Regions from separate parts of the Sus scrofa genome. Here region 1 is linked to region 2. The links are chromatin contacts, called in public promoter capture Hi-C maps. All regions are on one chromosome and are shown on one strand. Each heading gives the region's core, a stretch centred on a gene start, on an enhancer-like site or on the middle of the called end of the contact. The rest is flanking DNA. Distances are from core to core; before and after follow the strand shown.

What was found. Promoter capture Hi-C pulls out the DNA fragments that hold promoters and counts their contacts.
Region 1: a promoter capture Hi-C map of liver shows a contact between it and region 2, with 4 times the contacts expected there. The contact joins the promoter of FHL1 here to the promoter of INTS6L in region 2. A contact is called at or near these places in 1 of 5 promoter capture datasets (liver) and 1 of 2 datasets of contacts at active chromatin or transcription factors (alveolar macrophages).

Annotation. Positions count from the first base shown.
Region 1 is chrX:111,352,432-111,359,460 of Sscrofa11.1, reverse strand. FHL1 (four and a half LIM domains 1) reads right to left here and starts at 3,223. Exons shown (of 6, transcript NM_214375.1): 1 at 2,884-3,223. The coding sequence starts at 2,905.
Region 2 is chrX:111,008,353-111,015,222 of Sscrofa11.1, reverse strand. INTS6L (integrator complex subunit 6-like) reads right to left here and starts at 3,363. Exons shown (of 18, transcript XM_021080861.1): 1 at 2,852-3,363; 2 at 2,635-2,712. The coding sequence starts at 2,962.

The DNA of each region.
Region 1 (7,029 bases), core at 1,974-4,473, 340 kb before region 2:
TGTAGAAAATCCAGAGGCAGCTCCTGCGACCCCGAGGTGCTGATGGGGAACTAACGGTCCTTCCTATACTTAGAATGCAGCTGGAAATGCGACTGCGTGATCAACTATTCGGTATTTATTCCAAGAGGATAGCTGGACCTTCTTGCCATGTCTGCTTCAAAAGACACATCATTCTTCACCTAATAAACAAGCTTCCTCTTTGAGAAAATTCCTGAACTATAGCCAGCACGCTGAGAGGGGCCTATGCAGACCTCAGTTATCTCCAAAATCGTTTTGGCTTTCGATTTAATCATGTACACATACAGGAAATACAATGTTACAACTTTTTTTTTTAAACTATAAACCTCATTAGAGAAGATCCAATTTGCATTTAATCATCTTGTTTCTGGTTTTGTATATATTCGCTCATGTTTTCCTGCTAATCTTCATTTCTCCCCGCCTGCCCAGATGGCTCAAAATAAAGACGATTTAAGGAAAAAGTGAATTATTACGACCAGGTAGCGTTTTTCTAACTGCATTTTCCCTGAGGGGTGTGATGTACAGTGTAAACAATGAGCAGTCGCTCAAATCGGGAAAAAATGCCCGTTACGTCTGGTCTGTTAATTGCTCAGTCCAACCCAGCAGTACATTAGTCACTCTGCGTATAGGTACTGGCTCCCAAGGAAAGGGTACACTGCTTTCCCGAGCACACTCAGCAGACAGAGAACCAAGCCTTGGCGGGGGAAGCCTCAGCGGGGGAAGGGGAGGCGCCCGACGGGCTGGGGATTGAACACCTAAGCGGCTGCCACGGGGCGGGCTCAGGAGACCCGCGAAAAGGGGCCGGTCAGAGAATTTCGCCGAACACCGCCAAGTGTTTTTCCCTTACAAACAGACCGTTGTTAACAACTTGCCTCCTACGCTGTGTTAGGAAAACACCGCAAGTCTCCTGCGGGCGGCTGGTGGCAGGTGACACTGGCCTCCGGGGTCCAAGCCCCGCCCCCGCCCCGCCCCGTCCAGGGCCGCTCGGTGCTGACACGGGGCGGGCCGAGCAGGGCACACACTGGCAGCAACATGTGTTTTCGGTTTCTCGGGCGAAGCGGCAGGCCGTCCGCTAGTGGTCACGGCAAGTACAAAGCCTTCAGTGTCACCCTCGCCCAAGTCTTCCGTTATTTTAGGACGCGGTCCCCCGGGATCGCGCCCCCAGCCCAGCACACCCCCCCACGCTGGCCCCCGCCAGGCCGGCCTCGACGTGAAGGGCCAAAGGGTAAAGGAAGGCCCTCTGTAGACAGTAAGGATCAAGGCTCGCCCTTGAAACATCCTCTCTGGATGCGGACGGCCCCTAAAAATGGATTCTGACCTATCCGATTCTGCAAGCCTCTACCCTGTCCACACAAAGTCCACTTCAGGGCACTTCTCTCTCATCTGCTCTCACGGACCTATTGAACCTAACGCGACACAAGATGCTAGCTCCTGATTTTAAAAATCACCTAGAAGGTGTCAGCAATTTGTCTAATTTCGTTACAGTTACAGCCTCCAGATTTATAGAAGAATAACGTCAGGATGTGGTATAGTTTCAAAATCCAAGGTTGGGCGTGTTATAAACATGTCACCTTTGAAACAGATTTCCTTATCCTGTCATTTAATTAGTAAATAAAACGGGCAGTTCCTCTACCAGTTAACCTGCGTCCAAGGTCCACTGGAACAACTGGTACAGCCGGCTAGTTTGTCTACACCCAGAGCTTGCGGACGTTGGCCGATTAGATTAGCACAGTCTCGGGCCTGTGGTGCCGAGCTGGTACAATGGCTCCCGGGTGGAGGAAGAGACAGCAGGCAGCTCGAGAGCCTTGGGAACAAGGAGGACAAGCGGACAGGCGGACCAAAGCAGCGCATCCCACGGCAGCACGCTTGGTTCAAACCCCGACAGAGAAATCTGACCCAGTACTGCCTTTATCTAAACAGCCCAGTACTGCCTTTATCTAAACAGCCACAGGCAACACTCAGTTCTCAAAACTGTTGTTTCCAAAAGACTGCCACTGAGAATGACATCGACCCTTCATCTGAAAGCTGAGAGATGGGCCGAAGTGCCTGGCTGCTAAGAAAGGGGACCGTTCCTTAGCAAGAGGGCCACAGAGCCACAGCGACAGTCCTGGCTTGGGAGGAGCGAGGCAGCAGGCTGAGCCCAGAGACCTGCCCGCCCTGCAGCCCTCGGGCCCCGTCCCCCGGGGGTCTGGTCCACGCCAGAGGCTTCCTCCACGTCAGGGCATCAAACGAGAGGGAGACTCTTGGGGCACCGACAGTCTAGAGGGTCCGCAGCTTTGCCCTGTTTTCTGATCAGAAGACTTGGGGGGCTACGTGTCACAGCCGAAGGCTCCCGGCTGTGTGTCCGGGAGGACCAGACACAGGGCCCTTCCGAGGAGAAGAGGGCCTTAGGGCAGCACGGACTTTGCGTTATCAGTCTTCCTTCTTGCAGCTCCATGTTCCACGGCTGACCTTTTCTAAACATTGAAATTCGGTTTAAAGCACTGTCAAGATGAAGATCTGTATCTTACAAATAACCCCCAAACTGCGAACAGTCACGACGAAAACCTCTTTCCTCACCCAATCGCTTCCAGCCTCCCAGACGTCCTGCCAAAGGGCTCTGGAGCAACGTGTTTACATGTTTTCAAGAAATAAGCTACTCGAGCTGTTGACTTTACCTGAACAAGATCTCTTTTGTCCCGGAAACAGCATTAGAGGGAGGCAAGGCCTGAGCAGAGAGGAGCTACGGCTCTGTTACTATTTAGACAGGACTGAAATCACGTCACCCAAAAATATCTCTTAAACAAAGGTCGGACGCGGGGCCCTCGGCACCCTGTGCTCCGAGAAGCCGGGGCCGCCCGGGGCCGCCGCCGCCGCCGCGTTTACCTGCATGTCTGTGGGAGGCCATGGCTCCGCCAGCGAGTCCCAAGCCGCACCTGGAGCCACTGTCCCCTGGGCCCGGCTGATAAGGCTGCGGCTCCGTTGTGAACATACATTTAAGGGGAAGCGGTGAACACGAAAATAACCGAGAGCAGATGGCCCACCCTCCCCAGAGATCGCAACCTTAATCCCACTCGAAAATTCTTAACCATTTTAGGTGATCCAAGGGAGAAGAATAGGACCCAGTAAAAATACCAAACACTACATATAAATACCTGTGGGGCTACTCAGCATCCAAATTAGCTCCAGAGCCAGAGAGGCCGCAGAGAAAGTGATCCCTGTACCGGAATAAAATTTGGACGCGGCCGTGGCATACCTCAACGCTGAGCCACCCCATTAATCTACTTTATACGCCCGATGAGCTCGCCCGCGGGCCCCGGAAGGACGCGAGTTTGTGCTGCTACTGGTCAAAGTAACTGTACGAGACAGACCGCCGGCGGCAGCGGGGGAAAGACGCACTGGACCCGAGGGCCACACAGGTCGAGGGCACGGCCCGTGTCCTCCTGGGTCTGTCCCGGAGGTTGGCAGGATCCTGAAAAGAGCACCCCTCCTGAGTGCCAGACAGGGCGGGCCCGGAGGGGCAGACACACGCACGCACCTGCTAGTACACGAGGAAGAGACCGTGTCCCACAAACGCAGCCCCTTGCTTTCCACTGTCAGGGACGATGAAAGCAGAAACGGGGACGGAAACACCGTGACCCCAACGGGCCATGCGATGGCTGGAGACGGGGCCCCAGGAGGAGCCGTGGGCGCCCCCGCCCGGGCCGTGCCCTGCGCCCTCCTCACCCGCCCCACCCCAGGGTACCCGCCCCCGGCAGCCGGGCCCTCCGCCCCGGGCCTCGCGCTGGCTCCTCTGCTTCCTCCAGGCTTGGCTTCAGGTCACTTTCTCGGGCCATCTTCCCCAGCCACCCCGCCGAACGCTGCCCCCACTGCCCCCAGCTTCCTCAGTGACTCCGTGTGGAAAAACCAAATTCCACAACTTGAAAAGGGTTTGCCAAGCCTCACATAAAAGTGAAACACAGTCCCACCCAGAACCCTACAAGTGGCTTCCGCCACTGAACATCAAGGAGTGTAGACAACCCTGACTCGGGGGCCAGGGCCATGCTTTCCTCGTCTTCTGTCCCCAGGCCTGGCCGGTGAGCCATACCCGCTTCAGCAACGGATGCCAGACTCTGAGGACGCCTGTGCCCTTCCACTGTCTCACGGGAAGTTATTCTAAAGACAGCCCGGACTGCCAGGAGCTCCCAGTTAGCAGAAGGTAACAGCACCCTCAAAGCCAGGATGCTACAGGCAGATTTATCACACAGTAGTGCCCCCAAAAAGCCCGGAGAGAGAAAGGCCTCTTTCCCAGCTGGGCTGACTGCGCGAGAGCAGGAGACTGGCCAGTATGAACAAGGCCTTGCTCCTAAAACAAATGAGACTTTGCACCCAGAGGAAAGGCTCCTATTTTATTAGATGCTTAACCCTGATAAACACTAAATTTTCCATTTAGTGAGGTAAACGCTGGGTTAGGGCCAAGGCGCTTTTAATGGCCCCCCTCGCAGGGCTGCAAACAACAAGCAGAGCGCGTGGCCTCGGGAGGTCTACTCCCAGCAAGCAGACGCGTCCCTTTAGCCAGCTGAGCACTGCGAAAGGTGACAACGGAATAGCAACGGGCTGGAGTTCCCAGGTGGCTCAATGGGTTAAGGATCCGGCATTGTCGCTGCAGCGGTTCGGGTCCCTGTTGTGACACCGGTTCAATCCCTGGCCCAGGAAATGTTTTAGCAAAAAGCCTAAGTCGATTTTGCCTAAAACCCAAGAGAAAACACAACAGACCTGCTTCCTGCCCATCAATTCATCAGTCACCTCTGACAGGCCAGTGTGAGCTGGGCCTCGGCATTTATTCGGTCGGTGACTTTCACCAACCAGGCCAACCGTGCCTTCGCAAAACTGTATGAGGTGTGGCCACGCCTGCTCTGACACCTGTCCCCACTGCCCATGTCCCCTCGTCACACAACTACACAAAAGCGAAACAGGGAAGACAGGTCCTCTGCCAGGTGAAAATCAGTTCTTCAGTAAGGAAAGCTGGCAGCTTTGCCCTGTCTTAGACCAGCGATTCGGTAACCCTGACAGTTCCTCAGCAGACGCCCAGTCACCGGTTTCATCAGCAGCTGAGCCACCTTCGTTACACATTAACAAAGGATGATGTGTGATGACATCCTTAGTAATCACTGCACTGTTTACAAAGCTCCTCATATACTCTGGGTGGCACCGGCCGAGGTTTGAGGAACAAATCTCTTTGGTGCCTGAAGGCCACGTTTCAGGCCTTCCAGCCTTTCGTGGCCCAGCGAACAGCAGGATGGTCCTTCCGTGAGTGCTGGGCGTCACAACTCCCAAGCCCCCTCGCGCACAAGACCTCCGAGGCCCACTGACCTCCGAGGGCAGCCAGGCATCCTGTCTCCAGCCACCCTGCACTTCCGCGTAACCTCCCCGTGGCTCCACCTGCAGACCGTACCCCCTATGTAGTCGCTCATTTTAGAAGAACACTCCTGGAGCAGATGTCCGCGGGGTGGTGCCAGGGCTTTTGCTGGTCCCAAGGAAGAGGAGCGTCCCTGCTTCACAGGAGGCTGAGATCAACATGCAGGTGACTCTGCCACGCGAGGAGCCGCCGCGAGCGCAGCAAGACAGATGTAAAGCAGATGTCATATCAGCTTTGGGGGATCAGACAGGACTTGATGGCTGTGATGACTGTGCCCTGGTCCCTGAAGGATGTGGGGTCTACAGCACACCAAGAAAAGCAGGGGTGTGTGTGAACAAGGGGATGAGAAAAGCAGGGCCCAGGCCAGAGGCCGGATGCAGCCCACACCCGGGGTGGGGGGCATAGGACAAGGCAGCAGGGGCAGGTAAAGCCACGTAGAAGGGACACACACACAGGAGGGGACCTCTCTGCAGCTGGGCAAGGGGAGCAAGACCCGAGTAAGGCAAGCCGTGAAGAAGACGGCCGGCAGCTCTCGGGAGAACGGAGTCCGGGGGCCAGGACGGAGCCTGGAAGGGAGCCGCGACTGTCCCACTGCGACGTCAGGGGCCACGGGCTGAACGAGCACAAGCAGGCGGGGGCAAGGAGAGGACAGGGGAGCCAGAAGGGACACGGCGGGGCAGACCGAGAGGGCGGCTGAGGTCTGGCTCAGTGCACCGGAGCGGGAGAGGCCGGGATTCTGGGTGATCGGGGAAGCGACGGGGGGGCCGCGGGGCCAGAGCTGGGTGGGGAGGCCTGGCGCGTTAGGGGGCGCTGTGCCACGGGGTTCGCATCTGAGATGTCAACAGCCAAGTGCCTTGAATGGGATGAGAGCCGTCAGGCCGAGAGCAATGGTGCTGACAGTGCGGCTCGGGTGGAACCCTGCTCGCACCCACGGGGACTCTGGTGCGGCCCTCGAACCCCAGAATCTCCACCTCCTGACCCCCACCACTGCCGGGGGCAGGGGGGCGCAGCCCAGGAGGCGAAGACGAACAGCGATCCAGACGGCAGGGCGGCCTCCACACGGGCTCACGGAAGAAGTGGCAACACGCCCTCAGATTACGTGCCCGGGGCAGGACCAGAGGCGAGAGGCTGACAGCAACCTGGAAGGGAGTCTTCGTGGCTTCACCAGTGGCTTCGTCTTCACTTTTCTTTCACATTCCTCCTCTTCTCCCTGTGCCAACCACTAGGAAGTCAATACGCTCTACGAGTTCCCGTTGTGGCGCAGCGGAAACGAATCCGACGAGAAACCATGAGGACACAGGTTCGACCCCTGGCCTTGCTCAGTGGGTTACGGATCCGGCGTGGCCGTGAGCTGTGGTGTACGTCGCAGACGCAGCTCAGATCCCAAGTGGCTGTGGCTGTGGTGTAGGTCGGCGGCTGCGGCTCCAACTGGACGCCTAGCCTGGGAACCTCCACATGCCACGCGGGTGCGGCCCTAAAAAGAGAAAAAAAAATAATAATAATATGCTCTAAGTTTTCTCTCCATATAACTTTGTCAGGCTTACCAGTCCCTCCGCCAACAATTTTACCCAGTGACTCCAACCGCAAGATTAAGGCACCTAGTCATGCACCATGATACGATGTGGTTCTTGTCC
Region 2 (6,870 bases), core at 2,114-4,613:
CCAGATGTTCTAAAATTTCAGACCTTCCAAAATGGCTAGCTCCTAAACGCAAAAGAACAAATAGTTACCACATGCTGAGGGGAGGGTTGGGGTGGGCAGGAGGAAGGGACTGAGAGAGGCGCAAGAGAAAGAAAATGCTACGAAAATATGGCATATCATTAGCAATTCGGGTACAGAGAGCAAAATGACACGAATATCATTAAGATTGGGAACCATTTCCTGACACAGGTAGTTAGCATGTAAGATTAAAATGAAAAAACCTGAATGACTTTGGAAAAGCACAAAGAGCAAATAAGAAGATAACTAATGATTTTAATCAAAAGTATGATACAAAGTATCTTCCCATACCTGTGCTGCATAAGGGGAAAAAAAAAGATCAAACTCAACTTGGAGGAATGTTTTTTACTTTAGGAAAAAATGTGGTATACAAGATGGCTAGATAAAAAGAGCTACCAGATAAAATTTCCACTAAAAACAAAATCCAACTTTTCCCCTCTCTTCACAGAACTATCTGGAGCCTCAAAAAATACCATGGATAAGCTGCACGGCCACTAAAAATTTTAAGTATGAGGACTATGTGGCAACACGGAATAATTCATAGAACAAAATAGGTGGAAAAGGCAGAACTGAAAGTAGTGTGTACACTACGATGACAATGCTAGGTAGAAAGCTGCAATGATTAGATGGCTGTAAATATTTCCATGAAAGTTTTATAGATCAAAAGTCGTTTTTCAACGACTAGTCTTAGCATTCAGGAAAATGTTAAATAATTTATTCCTTTAAAGAAAAAAAACAAAGCACGCTGCTTTGTAGTATATTCTTTTTACTACTTCAAACTAAAGAGGATTTCAAATGGCCACACTACAAACGGTGGGTTCTTATCTGTCTTAGTCCTCAAAGGGTGTAGACTTTCAGACTTAGGATGGACAAACATCTGCTTTTCTATGTGGGAAAAAAAAAAATGGTCACACCCTGTAGGAAACTGACATGTTTAAAAAGCTTATGGCATTCTTAAAGATGTCTCCTTGCTCCATTTTTTTTTCTAACTAGATAAATCAAAAACTGAAAACAAACCAGAGAAACCAGAACGGTTTTAAGGGGAACCTACTAATCAAACTGTTAACTGAAGCTACGAGTTACAAAAGTAAAGCCTCTCTTTGGTTTTACTTCTGAAGGAACGCTCTCTTTAGCCAACTATTCAGTTTGGTAGGTTCCATTATTTTAAGCACTTCACTCGGCTAAAACGGATTACAACACTTCCAGCGCCTCCGCGGCACTATTAAGATCATTCTGAAGGACGGCATCTAGCAAAAGACGTCGCGGATTATGGTAATATATTTTTAAAATTTCAATATGCAAGCAGGACACTTGTGCAGGTTGATTTAATAGTCTGAGTTCTGCTTTATGGGGCTACTGCAAGCAAAGCAGTCCTTTATCTCCTCGCCATTAGGAACGTAAATTAACTACCCCACAGAGATGAAGTCCCCCCTACTTCCCTCTTGTAGGTCAGACCCCTGCAGATCAAGTCATCGAATCTGACTCTTTTACTAGCACGCAGCCAAGTCCTTCCCTTCCTTCCTTTCTTTTCCCTGGACAAATCCCTAGGTGACTAACACAAACCCAATGTCTGATGTAAATAGGTAGGCCAGGTCCCTAAAAAGCTCTGTCCCGGTGGGTTGCGACTCGGCATCTCCCCGCCCCGCCCCGTCGCGGCTCGGGTGGAATCGCCAATGAGACACTAACAGTAGCTAAGGTAACAGAGCCGGGCTTAACCGGACTCATTCTGGAGGAGAAGTGAAAAGAGTTTCTCCCGGTCGGGGGTTGGGAGGCTGGCTCCGCGGACGGATTTTCCATTGGGTGGGGTGGGTTAGCGACCACAGAAGCGCAAAAGCAGGAGTCTAATCTCTGAAGGCCGGCGGCCGGCTCTGCCACGCTCTCAGCAGGAAGGGGAGGGGAGCGGGAGGAAGGAGGGGGGAGGAGCCGCGGCGGAGGGCGGGAGGGGGGAGGAGGGGCCGGGGGAGGAGCCGCGGCGGAGGGCGGGAGGGGAGGGGCAGGGGAGGAGCCTGGGCTCCAGCGGGGGAGGAGCCGCGGCGGAGGGCGGGAGGGCCGGAGGGGGGCGGGGGAGGAGCCGGGACTCCAGGAAAACCCGCGCGCGGAGTCCGCCGCACCTCGGGGCGGAGTCGCCGGCTCCGCCCGGCCCCTCGGCTGCCGCCGCTCTCCGTGCGCCCCGAAGGGGCGGGCCCGCCCGCAGCCTCCCTCCGGGCCCTCCTTCCCCTCTCCTCCCTCCCCTCCCTCCTTTCCATCTCAGCAGCGCCCTCGGTCTCCCTCTCCGGCTCATACAAAAGCAAAATGTCCGCCATCTTCCGAGGCGGCTGCGCCCGTCGCCGCCACCGGCCGGGCTCCCCGGCGCTTTCTGCCCGGGACCGCCCTTCCCCCGCCCTCCTCCCCGACCCCCGGCGCCGCGGCTCCTCCGAAGCCGCGGAGGCACCACTCCTCCCGCCCTCGCCCCCACTCCGCCCCGCCCGCCCCGCCGGGCGACGCAGGACCGCCTCGGGCGGGGGCAGGAGGGCTCGGCTGGTCAGGCCGACCAGCTCCCGCTTCCCGCCCGGCCCACCCCCTGGATGGCCCCTTTACCTTGATGCAGTACGGGGGTTCGTCGTAGGTGACCAGCATGTACCTGTCTCCGCGGCTGGCCGGGTCCCGGGCGCGCAGCTGCGGGACGAGGGATGACGGAGGGGGCCGCGAAGGGAAGGAGGGAGGAGGGGGCGATAGCAACGTTACAGAAGCATCTAAATCCACCCCCCCCCATCCCTCGGGAACTCTCTCCATCGCTCCCCTCCCCTCCCTTTACCTTCAAGAATAACTCCACAGCGCCTTTGGCAATGTCCAAATAGGAGGTGCCCAGGTCAGTGCGCTGGTTCATAGAGGCGGACGTGTCTATGAGGAACAGCAGGATGGGCATCTTCCCCCGCACCCCTGGCTCCGCTCCCCACTCTCCTGGCCCTCTTGCCCTCACTGCCGCGTACTGCCACCCGAACCCTCAACTCTTGCAGAGCCAGGGTGCAGGGAGCAAGAGGAAGAGGGGGAGACGGGACGGGACGGATGGAACTGCTCCTGGCCTCCTCTTTTCTGCAGCCCCACCTCCTCTCCCTCCGGGGGAACTTGAAAGTGTGAGCGTGTGTAGCCCTCGGGGCCCTCCCCCTTCCTCTCTTCTGCCACCACTACTGCTGCCGCCGCCGCTGCCGCCGCCGCCGCCGCAGGGACTACTGCCCAAGCATCCACGCTCACTGAAGCGCTCGCCCCAGACTGAGAGCTGTCTCTGTTCACCGACACACAACTTCTGTCCGCTCACCTACCACGGGTACCATGTGACCAGAACCCACGCCATTGGCTGCCAATTATGTGGTATTTGCATATTCATTAGATGACAGGGCAAGGGGAGGGGTTTGGGCGAACCCTGGGAGTTGAAGTTTGAACCCAGGCAGGGGGTAAGGGGAAATGTTAAGGACCCTCCTTTAAAGGACTTGGAAGCTGTTAGGACACTTAGGGTGGTTTGAATGGATTTTTCTCTTGCTCTTCTTCAAAGACGATAATTCGAAAGGAAGAGTGAATTTGAGCAACAGTTGTGCAGAAGTACAGAAACCGAGGCTTGGACAGGCAGCCCAGAAAACGCTTTGGTAACTGCAATCGATCAATCCTGCCCGTGCTTTCGAGAAGCAGCAAACTTCTACTCGCGTTCCTTCATATCCCACTCCACTCGCGGTCAGTATTTCTAAGTCGGTTTCTGGCCCTGCATTCCACATATATCTACTTAGAAAGGAAACGAAAACTTAGACACGGTTACCTAAACTGGCCTTTTGTGTGCACATACTTCTTCGGTTTCATTGAGCACTTTGAAGTATTGGCCTGCCTGCAATAATTGGTCTGCACGGTCTTTACACATGGAAGGTTTGTCGCACTGGATTCTGATTCGACTCATTTATTAAGCACCTATGAAGTGTCAGCCACCCACCTTACTCTCATTTAGTCTTTGAAATAATTGTGATAGATGCCATTATATTCAATTTTCAGTAAGGGAAAGTGCAGCTCAGCGAGACGAGGCCAACACTGAGGGATGTTCTCAGATCTGGCTCTAGGGAGAGGCTCAATAAGTGGCCCACCCCGCTTGGCTGACTGCTTCAAGTAACATCAACTTTAAATAAGGGCGTGGGAGCTCCCTGGTGGCTCAACAGGTTGAGGATCCAGCGTTGTCACTGCTGTAGCTCTGGTTACTGTTGCGGCACAGGTTCAATCTCTGGCTCCAAACTTCCACATGCCGTGGGCCAGGCCATAAATAAAAAAGAAAGACCTGTGTATTCCTAGCAGTATGTTATACACAATGTGGAATCCTGAATGAGTTCACAACTTCACTTGATGTGTTCCCTGTAATATAATATATAATATATAAATTCAATAACATTTCTGTAAAAATAAGATTTCAGAAGAGGCCATACAGCAATATTTGAATCCGGGACAAACAAGTGATGCAAATAAAAAATGCAGTGCAAGCACTGGACCAAAGATCGAGACGTTCAGGAGGGTTCCTGGATGAGGCACTAAGCAGGAAGGGAGGGGTTCTGGATTGAAAGGAATGATGTGAACCGAAATTCAGCCAGAGGTGGACATGTGCCTGGCCCAAAGCAGGCCCGTCTGGTAGGAATAAATGGATGAAGAAGACACTCTAAGCCCCCATTTCCATTCTGATACAAATACTATGAGAGAAGGGCAATGCCAGCAAGGGCTAGGCGGCTAAAAGCACAGGACCGGCGATGGCCAGTGTGTTCCTTTTCTCCTGCTGTGTAACCAGTTACCACAAATCCAGCCATTAGAGCAACATACACATTGGTTACCTCACAGTTGCCGTGAGTCAGGGGTCCGGGCATGGTTAGCTCGATTCTCTGCTCAGTCCCCCAAGACTGCCATCAAGGTGTCAGCCAAGCTCTGGGTTTTTTTTTTTTTTTTTTAATTATAGTTGATTTACAATGTTCTGTCAATTTCTGCTGGACAGCAAAGTGACCCAATTATACATATGCATACACTTTTCTCATAATATTTTCCATTATGCTCCATCACAAGCGATTGGATGTCGTTCCCTGTGCTCTGCAGCAGGACCTCATTGCTTCTCCATCCAAATGCAAGTTGCATCTACTAACCCCAGATCCCCAGTCCATCCCACTCCCTCCTCCTCCCCCTTGGCAACCACAAGTCTGTTCTCCATGTCCATGAGTTTGTTTCTTTTCTGTAGATAGGTTCATTTGTGCCATATATTAGATTCCAGATATAAATGATATCATATGGCATTTGTCTTTCCCTTTCTGACCTTAGTATGAGAATCTCTAGTTCCTTCCATGTTGCTGCAAATGGCATTATTTTATTCTTAGGTCAGTCTCCCAAGGCAATAGAAATACAAATAAAAATAAACCGATGGGACCTAATCAAACTTAGAAGCTTTTGCACAGCAAAGGAAACCATTAAACAACAACAACACAAAAGACAGGCTGTGTTTTCATCTGAAAAAGAATCGGCTTCCAAGATGAAGCTGAATCCTGAATCCTGAATGGATGCTCCCAGAATTCATCTCCTTGTGGCCATCTGCTGGGGGAGGCCTCCCACTGTAGGCTGTTCACAGTAGGCCGTTGGCTTCTTCAGGGCCAGCAGGGGAACCACTCCCTCCAGTCTGTGAAGATGGAGCCATCTATAACATCATTTAATCACGAGCTTGCCATCCGTCACCTTACCATATCCTATTGACTAGAAGCAAGTCGCAGATCTCACCACGCTCCGGGAGAGATTACACAGGAGGAGGCAACACCACGCAGCAGAGATCACGGGGCCATCTAAGAATTCTGCCGAGCATTAGGTGGGCGTGCCGGAAACAAACTTGGCCTCCTGCACAGTTTTTGTCGACATCAGCTCCCAATCATAATATAGAATTATCAGCCCAGCAGATCCCATGCATGGGGTTGACTGCTTGCTTAGACTATCTTTGGTGAAGCAATACAAGATTTCCTGTCAGGAGCTTTGCACACACACACACACATATGTGAACGGGGACATATCACAGTCCTTACATACTTCAATATATAGAAACAAACATATATTTATTTATATAAATAAACAATCAAGATTTGTAATTATAAACATAAATATATATTTATATATTATGTATATTATATATCATAAATATGCATATGGACTGAGATAGGCCCCAGTTCACAGGCAGTATTTAAGACATTTAAAAATCTTCTTTATACTTTTCCCGTAACTTTTCCACAGTGGGTGTGCCTTACTTTTACAATCAGAAAAGGAGCTTTGTTAAAAAGTACAAAGTACAAATTACAAAGTATTCTAAATGCAAATTACAAATTTTCCAAAAGAAAAAATATCCCAAGGTGAATACTATTGAAAGAGTTACCGAGAAAATACTAGGCAAGGGCAAATGATCTGTCACCCCGTGCTCCAGAGGTTGAGGACACGCAGGCCCTTGGGATGCATTTCCCTCAAATGCGAATGCCTTTTTAATGTATTTTTTCCTAACAGGGCAGGTAATTCTTTTTGTTTGTTTGTTTGTTTGCTTGCTTTTTAGGCCTGCACCCACAGCATATGGAAATTCCCAGGCTAGGGGTCACACTGGAGCTGCATCTGTGACCTACACAACAGCCAAATCCTTAACCCACTGAGGGAGGCCAGGGATCGAACCCACACCCTCATGGATACTAGTCAAGTTCGTTAGCACTGAGCCACGATGGGAACTCCTTGTTTGTTGGTTTGTTTTGCCATGCCCGCAGCATGCAGAAGTTCCCAGGCCAGGGATCGAACCCAAGCCGCAGT